Regions from separate parts of the Mus musculus genome. Here region 1 is linked to region 2. Evidence: chromatin contacts called from public promoter capture Hi-C data. All regions are on one chromosome and are shown on one strand. The core of a region is the stretch at or near the end of the contact, and the rest is flanking DNA. Distances in the headings are between cores, read along the strand shown. Region 1 holds the start of Pkd1l3 (polycystic kidney disease 1 like 3). Region 2 has its middle 150 kb from the start of Gm39242.

Region 1 (4,245 bases), core at 46-2,545, 1.6 Mb after region 2:
TATAAAGGGACTCCCAAAAAAAGTTATTAGGAGAATAAGTAATGCAGTCAATAAATGGCAAATGATCTGAGCTGACACTTCTCAGACAGCTGGTAAATATGGGGAGGGGAGATGCTACACACCCTGTGTTAGACTGAGTTGCCACAGAAATAAAAAAATAAACTGGCCTTCCCTGGGAACACTTTGTCCTTTTCTCAGCACAATGAAAGGTGATGGTCTCTCCGCAGGAACAAGGACCATGTACATGTGGAGTTGGGGTCTTGGGGGCAGAAGAGCCCAGTCCATCTGCAGGTCATTTCCCCTGTAGTCAGGAAGTGGTAGCTCCCAGCGGGTTTGTGTGGATCTCCTGATTAGGAGCTTCCATAGATGTCATCTGTCAATCAACTTTCCTGCCCAGAGCCTCTCAGCCCAGCTGCTGCTTAGACACCATTAACCCTTCATCCTCAGCCATCAGGAAAATACAACCCGAAGCTATGCTGGGAATCCATTTCACGTCACTCAGAATGGCCCTCATCAAAATCGGGGAAAGTTACCTTTATACACTGTTGGTGGGAGTGTAACCACGTGTAACCTGTAGCAAACAATAGGGAGGTTCCTAAAAAAACAAACTACAAGGATGCTATATGACTCTGCTATATGAAGACTAGGTGTATACCCACAGGGAATGAAGTCAGCACTCAGAAGAGAGCCTGTGTGTCCATATTAATACTCAGTACTGTTAACCATAGCCAAGCTACAGCAGTGGCTCAGGTGCCTGTAAACAGATGACAGATGAATAGATAAAAAAGAGGATATATATATATATATATATATATATATATATATATATGTGTGTGTGTGTGTGTGTGTGTGTGTGTGTGTGTGTATGTATATATGTGTGTGTGTATAGATAGATAGATAGATAGATAGATAGATAGACTTTTAATACCAACACTCAAGAGGCTGAGGCAAGTGGATCTCTCTGAGTTCAAGTCCAGCCTGGTCTACATAGTGAGTTCCAGGACAGCTAGGGATACATAGTGAGACCCTGTCTTGAAAATAACAACAACAAAAGAAAGTTTTCCTTTTCATAAAAAAGTATCCATTTTTCTGGACACATACCTCATTGCTAGGGTGCTTGTATAGAGTGCATAAGGTTCTGTGTTAGAGCCCATGCTTTAAGAACTAAGCTCGCCAAGTCTAGTAACACTGGTTTCGATATCCACCAACCTCTCCCTGCTTGCAGGTAGCTTTGGCGTCATAATGGGTCTTTATTTGCTAAAGATACATCTGGGCGTGTAGACACAGATGGAGACATTGGTGCCCCCGACTGTAAAGCCCCGTTTGCTATTCATTTGCAGCCGGTGAGAAATAGCTTCCCTAAACAAAACAAAACCTTTATCTCCTTGGCAGGTTGTTCCCAACCCACAAAAGAACAATACGGACGATTCTGACAAACTCACTGAGTCCTATTTAAAAGCCCAGGCAGCTGCCAAGCCTCCGTACATCTTCTCTCTTCTCACTCGAGCCTCCGTACATCTCTCTTCTCACTCGAGCCTCCGTACATCTTCTCTCTTCTCACTCGGCACAGAGAGAAAAATGCTCTTGCAGAGGCGGTCCTGGCTCTGGCTGTACATTAGAATCGGTGTCATTCTGGGTGATATTTTGGGACGTAAACCAAGCATCCGGGAGCAACATGGGGGAAACAGCTGCTATCAGCTTAACAGACTTTTCTGTGACTTCCAGGAAGCAGATAACTACTGCCACGCCCAGAGAGGACGCCTAGCCCACACGTGGAACCCCAAGCTTCGGGGTTTCCTAAAAAGCTTCCTGAATGAAGAAACAGTGTGGTGGGTCAGGGGAAACCTGACGCTGCCCGGATCGCATCCAGGGATAAATCAGACAGGTAGGGCTCTCGTGTTGAATGTTGAGGGGAAAAGCTTTCTTGGGCTGTGTTCTAGGGTGGAAGAAAGTCATCTTTGGCCTTTCCACTTTTTTTTTTTTTTTTTCAGATTACATTTTAAGGTATTGTTTTTTCCCTTTTTGAGATTTATTTATTTTACGTATGAGTGCTTTATCTGCACATCTACCTGCTTGCCAGAAGAGGGCATCAGATCGATTACAGATGGTTGTGAGTGTCCATGTGGTTGCTGAGAATTGAACTCGGGACCTCTGAAAGAGCAGCCAGTGCTTTTAACTTCTGAGCCATCTCTCCAGCCCCCTTTCAGCTTTTATAATCAGAAAAAGGGTTAGTTTGACCATCAATCTCTCTCCATACGCTTTCCACTTTTGTGTCTCGGCCAACATTTGTCTCCATAGCAATGGCAATGTACTTTTTCCCCCCCTGAGACAGGGTCTGTCTGTGTAGCCTTGGCTGTCCTGGAATGTGCTCTGTAGATCACGTTCCAGGCCTTGAACTCACAGAGATCCTCCTGCCTGTGCCTCCTGAGTGCTGGGATTAAAGGTGTGCACCATCATTGACCGGTGGCAATGAGCTTTTTGTCAGAGCCTGTCTAAAACTTAATTCCTGAGTCTTCATGTATGGTGTTATTTTGCTTTATTTGATTTGGGGTATCTGGAATTTTTGTTGTTTTGTTTTATATTGTGACAGTTTTGCTTTATAGTGCAAGATGTCCTGAAACTTGGTATTCAGCACAAACTGGTCTCAAACTCTCAATCCCCCCACCACGCACCCCCCCCTTAAGTGTTGAATGTTGAATGAAGAGGAAAGCCTTTTGAATGTTGGCTTTCCAGGTATACAAATAGTTGCTATTATACAAGATTCTAAAGAGAAAAAAACTCTTACAGTGACTTTCTTTGTTATCTTTGCCTCCAGATTTCCTAAAACAGAAGCTAGGAGAGAAATTACCTCTTTATTGTTTTTTTTACAAAATCGAGTACCATAATCTTGCAATTTTAGCAAAAAGAAAAAAAAACAAGAAATTATTATATCATCATGTCTCCCTAATGTCTAGGTAATTAATTCTAAGATCTATGATTAAAATATCTAAATATTGAAGAGTAATCTATAATACTCAGGGAGAAGTCGTAACTTTTCATTTGCTGGAAGCCAGACAAGTTGGGCATATATGTGCTTTAGTGCCACCGTGTGTGGAGGCCGAGTATCAAACTCCGATGTTTCTCCTCACCTTCCACCTTGTTTGGGGCAAGGTCTCTTTTGTTGTCCGCCACAGTGTACCCCAGGTCCCACAGGTCTCTGGGATCCTCCTTCCTTCACCTCCCATCTCACCTAAGAGCACTGGGATTACAGATATGGGAGGCTACCATGCCTGGCCATACATGGGCTCCAGGGATTCGAACTTGGGTCCTCACATCTGCCCAGCAAGTGTTTTGCTCACTGAGCCACCTCCCCTGTCTAACTCTGAAGAGTGGGACTTAACTGAGTCTGGTGCCCCTCCAGGAGGTGATGACGTCTTAAGGAACCAAAAGCCTGGCGAGTGCCCTTCCGTGGTCACACACTCTAATGCTGTCTTCTCAAGATGGAACCTGTGCATAGAGAAGCATCATTTCATTTGCCAGGCTGGTGAGTCACCAAACTACATCAATTTTAGTTTCGAAACTGGTATTACATAAGGTATGCACATGAGAGGATAAATTTTAAATAGTCTGGAATTGACCATTGGACAGATATAAGAATTTCTATCTTTTTAAAAAGATTTATTTATTTTATATATGTGAGTACACTGTAGCTATCTTCAGACACAGCAGCAGAGGGCGTCAGATCTCATTACAGATGGTTGTGAGCCACCATGTGGTTGCTGGGAATTGAACTCAGGACCTCTAGGAGAGCAGACGGTGCTCTTAACCACTCACTGAGCCTGCTTTCCAACCCAAGAATTTCTATTTTTAGTTTTTTTTTTTTTAACTTGTCCTGTTTGCCTGTGGAGATGGGAGTTGGGGGTTGGCACAGGTGCCGCAGGACACATATGGAGGTCAGAGGTCAACTTGTGGGGGTCAGTTCTCTCCTACCAGGTGGATTCTGGGGTTTAAACTCAGGTCATCAGGCTTACTGGCAGGTGCCTTTTGCCTCCGAGTCATCCCTCCAGCCTGCAGTTTCTAGTTTCATAACACTGGCTATCCCAAGAAACTGCCCCTTGGAGTGAGTGATGTCTTCACCCCTCCATGCTAGCTGCTAGATGAACTCTCACGGTCGACCTGGGTGAAGTGCAGGAGAGACTGAGCTGGTAGCTTTCCCTCCCCGAATGCTCACCCCCAGTCTGATCAGCACTGGGCTGTTAGAGACAG
Region 2 (4,806 bases), core at 902-3,401:
TGGGTTTCTCTAAATCTGTTAGTAATCAGATGCTGGCTTATTTTGGCATAAAAATTTATTTTTGGTGTGTGAATGTTTGCGTGTGTGTGTGTGTGTGTGTGTGTGTGTGTGGTGTGTATGCTGAGAGTATATATCTCTGTGTGCCTGTGTGTTTGTGTGTGTGTCTCTGTGTGTTTGTGTGTATGAGTGTTGTGTGGGAGTGTCTGTGTGTTTGTGTGTGTGTCTGTGTGTATATGAGTGTTGTGTGGGAGTGTCTGTGTGTGTGAGTGTGTGTCTTTGTGAGTGACTGTGTGCCTGTGTGAGTGACTGTGTGTCTGTGTTTGTATTTGCGTGTATGAGTGTGTGTCTTGTGTGTGTGTGTGTGTGTGTGTGTGTGTATGAGTGTATCTGTCTGTCCTATGTGAGTGTGTATGTCTGTGTGTGTATGTGTGAGTGTCTGTGAGTGTGTCTCTGTGTGTGTGTGTACATGAACAAAAGGTGTCATCTTCTATTACTTTAAACCCGTTTCTCTTGAGATAGGGTCAAAAGACTCTGGAGTTTACAGTTTCTGCTGGCTGATGGCCAGAAGCCCCAGCAATCCTCCTGCCTCTGCACACACAGTGCTGATTTTATGTAAAGCGAATTCATCGCCCGCTTATCTTCTCATAGGTGCTGGAGGTTGAACTCAGGTCCTCACACTGTGCATCAAGCATTCTATGGCTCCGCATAATCCCTCTGGTGCTAGGAGTATATTTTAAGTGTGAATTAGAAAAGAAAAACAAAACCAGAATAAAACTGAGACGACAGACAGCTCAGGGAGCAAAAGACTTCCTGCTACGAGCATGAGAACCTGAATTCCTTGGCCCAGAACTCTCACAAAAAGCAGTGAGCTTGTTTAGTGTGCCTGGAATCCCAGCGCTGGGGAGGGAGACACAGTGGATCCCGGGGCTCTCTGGCCAGCCAGTCTCGTGACCGAGGAAGACTCTTCATGTTGACCCTCCGGCTGCCACATACAGGTGCGCAGATGTCCATGTGCCCCGATACCCAAGCGCATAGAAACACACAGACGTATACACATACACAAACCACATCTGCATCCGCAAAGGTATGCAAGCAAGTGTGTGGGTTTGTTCTCAGAGTGGAGTCCTCTGCTAATCATGTCCTTGTTCCAAATTTTCTAAGAAAGCATTTCTTTCTTGCCAACACGAGATGGAGGGTGTTACTTAGAGGAAAATATCTTAGGAAACCTTGGGATGTCTGGATATTACATTTTCCCCAGAAGTGAGACTACTTCTTTCTCATGATCTCCTTTTCCTTATCAAGATAGGTATTTTATATAACATACTCTCTTAGAGAACACACAAAATAAAAGTAAACTGTAGTCTTGCCACCTATATTTCGTCACAGTTAACTTTAAAGATTGTATCATTCTCCTTCTGCCCATATGTATAGATATGTGCACCCAGTTATGCACACACACACTCATGTACATGTACACACACAACACAAACACACACAGATATACAGACACAGACATACACACACACACACACAAATACACCTTAGTTTCAGTCTATGTAACCACCATGAAAATTCAAGATCGTGTTGGAAATATTTGCCCATGCCATTAAATACCTTTACAGTAGGATTTTTATTGGCACTATTGTGTAGATGGATGATAATTTATTTAACAGATTTCCATGTTATTAGGCATTTATTTTCTCCCCAAATTCTTAATGTCTCAAACAGCTCCATGATAGATGGCCCTGAACATAAATTCCATAAGTGGTTTTTAATGCAGGACTGTTTTATATGTATGGAAAATCTTGCCCCCAAGCTTCCCCTCCCCCACATTTTTTAATGCTTTCCCCCCCCCCCATGCGCTCTGACTTCTCTGGGCTTTTATTTTTCCATTTCAAAAATTTTTTCAGCGTGATGATGAAATGTTTTACCCACCCAGGTTATTTATGAAGTTCAGTTTAGTTCTATGCTCTAGTAAATTCTCAGCTCTTTTACATTTTCTAGAGATGAATAAATCCGAGCGCTTCATTTTTTGACCTATAAATTTGCATTCATTTTAAGGTATAGATGAGAAAGGTGAAGAAATTCAAGACTCAAGGGGAGATTAGCTGCTTGTTTCAAGTTGTCTACGCTGTTCTTCCTCCTTTGCAAAGATCGACACAGCGTTGGTGGCTCTGCCATCTGCTCCTGTGGCCACCCACCTGCCACACCCTTGCTGTATGTGACTCAGCGAAGTTGGCTTCCTCTTTGAGAGTTCAGAAGGTCCACTGAATGTGACCCCCCAGCCCGGAAGGCTGGAGAAGCAAATCATGGGCCTGGCATATTTCAATGCAAGTAAATTACATTCTGTCAGCCTCATTGCCTTGAATTTCACGGCAAATGTGGGACATTGAACGGCTGGCATTTGACAATCAAGAGAGAGGGAGAGAGAGAGACAGAAGAAAAAAACAAACGCTAACGCCTTATTAATGCAAACAATCTCCGATCCAAATGGCTGTGGGCGAGGAGGGGCTGCTATTTCCATGGAGGCAACTGCTGTTTTTCTTTCTGTTGATGCTAATTTCTCAGAAAAATTTAAGGTACTTTGTGTTTCTAGTTTTTGTTCCACATTGGATTTGAAACATGTGTGCCTTCCCTGGGGGTGGGAAACCACATTTGGTTTTTTTTGGGGGGGGGGGGTTCTAGTAATTAAGGGATTCAGGGGGGGCTGCTTCTATTTACTAGCCTCTGTGTGTCGTAGCTTGCCCAGTAACCTCAAGAGTCTGCATCTTGGTGCATCTTTAGCTGCAGCAGGCAGATGGCTTCTCTGTGGTCAAACTCCCGGGGGGGGGACACAAAAGAAACAAACCTCCCCACCCCCCCAAACCAACTCATTGAAAAAGCCAGGTACCAAAACATCGCAGCGGCATTTCAATGTTGTAGACAAGGGAGAGGTCTTGTCTTGACGTCTAATAGTATGAGAATTTCTTGGTTTTGACATGTATGTGCACACATGCTATGGCCCGTGTGTGGTCAAGAGGGCCAGTTTCAGGAGACAACTCTCTGCTTCTGCTGTGGGTTCCAGTCACTGAACTAAGGGATTCAGACTCGGAGACAAGTGTCCTTACTTGTTGAGTCCCCTTACCTACTCCCTCCACTAGGCAGCTGCCTCTAATTTTCTGTGCAGCCAAGGGAGGCTTCCCTGATCTTTTTTGATCCTGTTTCTACCTCCTGGGTGCTAGAATTACAGGTGCAAGCTATCCTGTCTCATTTGTGCAGTGTCGGGAATCAAACTCAGGGCTTCCTGGGGTCTAGGGCAGCAACTCCACCCATGAAGCTCCACCCCTCAGTTCCTACTACCCTTTCCTGAAGACACAAAGCTTGACCTACCCATTCATGTAATGGTAAAAACAGAACCCAAAACAGGTCTACAACTGTAATATAAAACAGAAATTAAAGGTAAGTGGTTTACAGTGACACATCTACTTCAATTTGGAAATGCTAGGATGGCCAGCATTGTGTGTCTTTGGTTGCGTGTAGACTCCCTATGAACTGGGCATGTGCAGTTTCAGACTGAGGATGTGTAGCTGTTGCAGTAGGGGCCTGGCTTCATTAAGCTGTATTGTGGTTTACCATCCCTGCCTAGATTTACCCATTGTCATTAGCGATATGAATTGCCGTCCCGTCACAGTGAGTGCCAGAGTTACCCAACTCTAAGAGATGAAAGGAAACATGGATGATAGTGGCATGAGAAGAAATTCGAGGGATGCAGACCCGTAGTTGTGAGTGACGCAAGGCTTCAGAAATAGTTTAGCTCAAACAGACCAAGTACAGAATTACTACCACGCTGTCAATTTCAAGAGCAAGATGTGTCGGGAGAGTCTGTGTTCATGTTTTGATACAATGGTGAGCACTGCTTATTATAATCTTCCAGGACTTCATCTTACAAATGCATGCACACAAACAGACAGACAGACAGACAGACAAACCAAAACTCAAAAAAAGCCAAAAAAAAAAAAAATCAAGTGGAATTTTTAAAAACATCTTTTTCTTTTTCTTCCTTTGAGATAGGAGCTTACCATGTAGTCGAGGTTGGCCTTGAGTTCTCAGTCTTCCTGCCTGGACACCCCAAGTGCTAGATTATTGATGCTGCTGCAACCCCCAGCTCAACCCATTTTAAAATGTTTTGTTTAAATTTCTACCTATAAACTATTTTTGGAGTTTTACAGTATAGCCCAGGGTAACCTCAATGTCATGGTATTCCTCTTCAGCTTTCTGAGTGCTGGGATCACAGGCACGCGCCACCAGCTTGGTTTCCATCTAGATTTTTTATTTTATTTTATTTTTTTAAACATGGGGTCTCTTAGAGTCCAAACTGGCCTCCAACTCACTATGTAGCCCAGGCCTGCCTTGAACTCCCAAACTTATGTTTTAATTACAGGCTCCTGTTGCCATGCCTAGCTCTACTGGTAGCATGGAAAGATTATGTTATTCACTTAGCAAATGGGAAAATGGAGTCTTAATAAGGTGATATAAATCAGAACCTTAAAAAAAATAAACAAACCCAACTTAGCTGCTAAGTTTCAGGGTAATTTTTCTTTTCAGTGTTGAGGGATTAAATTAAAGTTAAAAACTGACCTCCTGTGTGTCTGCCTTCCAAGGATGAAATGGAACAGCAGCCATGGAAAAGTTAACCTCCAGAGGGTGTGGCTGCCGTATTTCTCCTCCTCCTGTGATCTGAAGCCAGGGAGATCCAATGATATGTTTCAAGTGTGTGGAACATGTGGTCCATCTTGGGAGAATATACGGGCTCTTGATGTTCTTCCT

The links. Promoter capture Hi-C pulls out the DNA fragments that hold promoters and counts their contacts.
Region 1: a contact with region 2 is called in a promoter capture Hi-C map of hippocampal neurons, with 6 times the contacts expected there. The contact joins the promoter of Pkd1l3 here to the enhancer-like site in region 2. A contact is called at or near these places in 5 of 39 promoter capture datasets (the 3T3-L1 cell line, cranial neural crest, hippocampal neurons and 1 more).

The regions. Positions count from the first base shown.
Region 1 is chr8:109,612,939-109,617,183 of GRCm38.p6, forward strand. Pkd1l3 (polycystic kidney disease 1 like 3) reads left to right here and starts at 1,296. Exons shown (of 33, transcript NM_001286454.2): 1 at 1,296-1,885; 2 at 3,401-3,523. The coding sequence starts at 1,579.
Region 2 is chr8:107,978,485-107,983,290 of GRCm38.p6, forward strand. No RefSeq gene overlaps it. Among named protein-coding and RNA genes, the nearest start is that of Gm39242, 150 kb to the left of the region's middle. Within about 2 kb of position 2,152, at least 28 of the 459 cell types and tissues checked have an H3K27ac peak or open chromatin away from gene starts, as enhancers often do. A contact at or near this core is called in hippocampal neurons, where this site is marked.